Linked DNA regions of Mus musculus: region 1 is linked to region 2. The links are chromatin contacts, called in public Hi-C maps. All regions are on one chromosome and are shown on one strand. The core of a region is the stretch at or near the end of the contact, and the rest is flanking DNA. Distances in the headings are between cores, read along the strand shown.

Region 1 (2,700 bases), core at 92-2,591, 2.2 Mb before region 2:
ACAGGCCATTTAGAATGTCTGCCTTAGATTCAAGAGATTTCAGAAGAGACAAGCACCCTCCTGTGTCTGCCTTTAGATCTACCTGTGGCAAGTCACTTTGGCCACAGCCTTTCTACTTCGGTAGAATATTTACTGTACACCCAAGGAAATCACACACCTCAGCCTTCAAGTACTAGGAATGCACAACAGGAGATTAAAGCAAGGACTCTGAAGACAGACACGTCACTTAGCCTTCCTATGCCTCAGTTCCCTATCATGAAGTAGAGATATTATTGCTTGCTTTACAAGATCTGATAATAGCCAAAGATATTAAAAATGTCCTTAGCACATCCCCTGGCATGTATAAAACCTTCCATAAAGCTAAGCATTAAATTATTTTTATTCCTGTCCCTTTTCAGACACTTAATGGGATTCCAAGTTTAGGGATGATGCAGGGTGTCAGCAAGTGACACCCCCTCCTACTTCAGCAGGACAAAACAAAACAAAAAAAGAAAAAACAAACAAACAAACAAAACCAGGTAACGAGGGGAAAAAAACAGAAAGAAAAGTTTTAAGAAGGGTCTAATGAAAGTTTTTGGCTAGCTTTTCTCCTGTGGTGCTCACAGGCCTTGTGACACTGTAAGATTTGGCACACATTTCACTTCTGACAGGGGGAAAACAACTCAAAGATCAGCTGGTGACTGTCCTAGCCTAACAAAACCAAATGTCCAGACACTGGCTTATTTATGCACTTCTCCTTAGGACCTCCCAGGAATTCCTTCTCAGACCTGCCCCTCCTCCTAGCCGGGTCCAAGGCAGGCAGGAGCCTTTCCGGTTTGGTCATGGCCACCCTCAAGGTCACACCAGGTTTCAGAGGGCCCTCCCCGAGGGTGGCGAGCTCCATTCGACCCACACCTGTAGCAGTTCTTGGCAGAAAGCTCGCACTGAGCGCAGCGAGGCAAGGTCCAGCTCCTTAACGACCAGCTGGCCATCGGTGCCGTCGGGCCCGGCGCCCCCAGCCTGACAGAGCTCCTGCCTGAGCTGACCGGCCGCCTCCTCTGCTCGAGCGCGGTCCCGACATCCCATGATGACCCGCGCCCCCAGGCGGAGCAGCTCCGCCGCGGTGGCACGGCCCAGGCCGCTGTTTGCTCCGGTGATCAGCACTGTCTTCCCGTGCATGAGGCCCGGGTCCCCGCCTCCCTGCTGCCGCTGGTTTCTTGGCCCAGAGAACCGCCGGGCCGCCAGCCACAGCGCCCCGCCCAGTGCGGCCAGGAGCGCTGCGGCCACACTAGCCACTGCCATAACCTTCCGGGCCCGGTGCACTGGGCCTAGCGCACAGGTTCCGGAGTGCTATGGGGCCACCTACACGCGAAGGACTCTGGGGCGCCGCCTGCTGTCCTGGGCTACTGCGCGCGGGGCTTTCTGGGACTTGTAGTTTTGCTCCTAAGGCTGACTTGACTTAGCGTTCAGGAAGTACACATGAAAGCCCCAGCGGATTTATTTAGAAGTGGACAGTGTTAGAATTGGTTATATGCCTATAGACAAAATGACATTTCTTGGTAAAATTCTTGCCACACAAGGATAACAAAAGACACAGCCCCAGTTATCAGCAGTATTATTGATCAGACTCATTCCACCCTGAATATACCTTTTCTAGGTGATGCTGCATATAGAGATTCATTCATTTGACTAACACTAAAAGTGAGCAATGCTTTTTGAAAATTAATTAAGCTTCTTGTGAAACAACTTAAGTGTCAAAGTTCTAAACTTGTCTAAAGAGCCACCCATTACAACTTATAGATAGATGCAATGATATCCAACATCCTTAGCTTTAAAAAAGTAGAATGCTTGACTGTAGCTTGAAAGTTCAAAATTTTTTCCAAAAAGCAAAGAAAAACACCAAAGGAGCTAAGTTTTGTGGTCAAATTCTCAGAAATAACTAGTCACTCTAGCCATGCAAAACACATGCCGTTTGTAATACCAGACTGTTTATTTTTCCTCCCCATCCCTAGTTGCGTTTTTGAGCAATGCCATAAGGCACATGGGCCGTGATGGTACCAAATTTCTGTGCTGATTCAATGTGGAACATTTGGTCGTCGAAGAAGATGTGGGGCCGAATCTTCACTAAGATGGGACCTTTAGGGGCTCCAGCCAGGAAAAGAGCTTCATCTATCTCTAGACCCCATCGGCGAAGGGTCTTCAGCACACGGGCACCTGAACTCGCTGCACTACGAGCTGTAACCAGGTAGGTCCTGATGGGGCAAAGCAATCGTTCGTCTTTGGCATAGAATTTTTTCTGCAGTTTCCCTAAATCTTCCAGAAAGCTTTTAAGAGGACCCTGGAAAAGAGAACGTAAGTCTCAGCTGTGCAAGGGTGAGCAAAAGAGAAGTGATTACTGAAAACCAAACCAAACCAAACCAACCAGCCAACCAACCAACCAACCAACCAACCAACCAACCAACCAACCAACCAGGGTCTTATAAGACTTTAAAATCCACAGGTTGCTGACTGGCATGCAGTGATTCTGGGCTGACAGTACGATGCCAAACTCTCTACATTTATGTGAAGATATTTCCTGATACACAACCATCCCTTGCATGCCTGGAATAAATCTAGGATAACCACATCATTTTTCATCCAGACAAACATATTTTAAGTGTGAAAGAACGTTCTATAAGTAGTACTCCAGGGCAATAGGCATAAATTATCCCCGGTAACTGG
Region 2 (2,700 bases), core at 155-2,654:
CAGTTTTGGAACAATCCAAAGTAGAGTTAGCTAAGAAAAACTCAACAGCTGGCTTTGACTTGTTCACTGGGACAGGGGTCATCTGGAAGTACCTTTATTGATAAGCTTAACAATGAATGCTCTAAAACAAAAATAGGTTGAACACATAATCTTATATTTAATTCATATTTAATCTTTTCACATGGCCAATTTTAATAGGTTCTTGCAGTGCATGTAGGCTGCCTCCTGAGGTTGAGAACAAAGTTGCCTCACCTCTTAGGACCTCACCTCACTAGTCACATAGCATTAGCTCACAACACACTGATAAGCATATTGACCCTTTATGACACAGGCATACAATACAACGTTTCAGAAAAAGTGACCTGATATTTTGCCCATGATGATCTTAAAAGTCTCTCCTACTAACATTCCAACTTCTTCATCAAAGTAGTTTAGAAAAATGTTGAAGGCACCTGGAATGTAATAGTTTCCCAAAGTAAGAAAGAGCTTGATTAAAATATTCTTCTAAGAAGACAGCAAAGCCCAGAAAAATGTAAGAGCACACTAAAGGTCAGAAGCTACCATAAATATTATATAAGAAACAAGAGCAAGGAATTTAAAAGTAATAATTGAAAGAACAAAACTTATGGGGTGGATTATCAGCAGAGTAGTATCAACAAAGAACGAGATGAGAGAACGTGGATAGATCCACAAAATTTACAAACCTGAATTGGTGGGAAACAGTCTAAAAACTCAGCAGTAGCCCCGGGACTTGTACTACAATGACAAATGACCTAAAATTCATGCAACTAGAGTTTCAGAGAAGGCAATGTGGGGCTAAAACACACGTTTTAAGAAAGAGTATCTGGAAACTTCTCAAAATTGGGAAGGGCATAAATCTACAGATTCAAGAAGCTGAGCTTCTCAAGCTGGGGAAATGTATACTATACTATTAGAAGCCATGCATTTTGTAAAACTAAAATAAAAAAAAAAGTTAAAAGCAGTGAAACAACACATCATATGCAAGGGTAAAGGTAATTTTAATGTCAGCAGATTTCTCAGGAGAATCCACGAGGGACAGTGTCGACCACAGATGCCTGGGGAGCCCCAGCGCAGACTTGGATTTATTTCTAGAAGGCTGGCTGCCAGCGCATTGGCTTATCCTTACCCAGGGAGCCTCTGGCGACCTGGCCACAGGTCGGGCGAGTGTAGTGCCATCGCGTACCGCACGGCCTAGCGGCTGTGCACGCGGGGTGATGGCAGCTCAGTTATCCTAGCACCACCCCATGCGCAGCCCACGTGCCCTTCCTCAGACAAACCACACAGTACTGGCAGCATCACCTCACCTGCCCACTCACAAGGTATTGGGGTCGTCCGCCGACGTCTCGGCAAAGCCTCACCAGACCCGGAAGTTCCGCCTGTACTGACGTCACAGCGCCGCGCCGCGCCGGTCCCGGAAGTCGGGACCCGTAGAACGCTTTGCAAGGATCTCCCGTGTGAGAGTTTGGGTGGCAGCTTGATGGGTAGGTGGTTTATAGTCAGCGAGATTGCTGGGAGCAGCACATAGAGCGTTTCTAGCATACCACCTGAATTTTACCCGCTCTCTGTTCTTTGTCGTTTTGGTAAACGAGTTTTTCCTCTCTTTGGAGGTTCTTTCATTCCCCCCCCCCCCCCCATCTGCCCACTTTTCCTTTCTTCCACCACCAGTTGCTTTTCATTCCTGACTCATGATCACAGGAAAGTTGACTCTCAGCTGACCTTAGTGCTAGTATTCAACTTCATATAGTATTCAGTTTCATATTCAGGATAATGCGACCTTCCAGAGCTATTTCCAGCTTACTACAAACTTCAAGATAGTATCCTCAACACTTGGTACAATTGTAGGCAATCAGTGTATTTCTGTCCCCCAAAATACTGTCGCCAATATGGCAGTATTATAGCCAGAAGAAGCATGGAACTTAGAAAGAAAGAAAAAAAAAACCCATAGTAATTATCACACATGGAAAAGCTTTGCGCTTGTATCCAGCACCTCGGTGATAGTACCAACATCACTTATATTTTAACTTAAAAATCTTTTTGTATATTAGTAGCCTGGAGCCTATGGACGCTGGAAGAGGGCACTGGGTTCCCTGGGACCTGAACCACATAAGCCTATGGGTCACCATGTGGGTGCTGAGAATCAATCCTAAATCCTGTGGAAAAGGAGTTAGTGCTCATAACTACTGAACCAACATCCAACTAGCTGTGGAATGTAAACCGATAAATATCTTCATAACCCTTTTTTATCACTTCTACTTTCCACATCCAATAGGTAACATTTAATGAATATAGAAAAAGATATTCATTGTGTTAAGAGTTTTTCATGAACTAATTTTTAAACCCTTAGCATTTCAGTGTGGTCAGTATTAACAAGTGATCACTAGAGTTTGGAGATATAAATACATAAAAGTAAATGATTATGTTACGGTGACCATAGGATATGTACCAAGTGGTGTCAGTTTTATGTGTGTAAATTTCCTGCCAGTAATGCTGTTAAAGGACTACTGACATATCAAGGGCGTCTTTCTGGGTATCTGTTCCATCCTTCTTTCATCCATAGACTACATGACAGAATGCATTGGTGCAGGATTTCTTTTAATTCTTGGATATGCATCTACGATGTAGCATCTAGGTGATTTATGTTTCTGATTTCACTGAACCTGTGCCAGAAATAACTGAAGC

The links. Hi-C and Micro-C count contacts between places; a contact is called where the count stands out from the background.
Region 1: a contact with region 2 is called in a Hi-C map of B cells, with 10 read pairs. The contact joins the promoter of Rdh14 here to the promoter of Ldah in region 2. A contact is called at or near these places in 4 of 39 promoter capture datasets (the C10 cell line, hematopoietic stem and progenitor cells, hippocampal neurons and 1 more), 6 of 484 Hi-C or Micro-C datasets (B cells, CD4 T cells, CD8 T cells and 3 more), 2 of 115 datasets of contacts at active chromatin or transcription factors (astrocytes and pro-B cells) and 2 of 9 other capture datasets (adipose tissue and liver).

The regions. Positions count from the first base shown.
Region 1 is chr12:10,389,421-10,392,120 of GRCm38.p6, reverse strand. Rdh14 (retinol dehydrogenase 14 (all-trans and 9-cis)) reads right to left here and starts at 1,341. Exons shown (of 2, transcript NM_023697.2): 1 at 895-1,341. The coding sequence starts at 1,281. Nt5c1b (5'-nucleotidase, cytosolic IB) reads right to left here. Exons shown (of 9, transcript NM_027588.3): 9 at 1,947-2,317. The coding sequence ends at 1,988.
Region 2 is chr12:8,206,830-8,209,529 of GRCm38.p6, reverse strand. It overlaps Ldah (lipid droplet associated hydrolase), which reads right to left and starts at 1,404. Exons shown (of 7, transcript NM_001364261.1): 1 at 1,326-1,404. It overlaps Gm33037 (a long non-coding RNA gene), which reads left to right and starts at 1,397. Exons shown (of 4, transcript XR_381233.4): 1 at 1,397-1,502.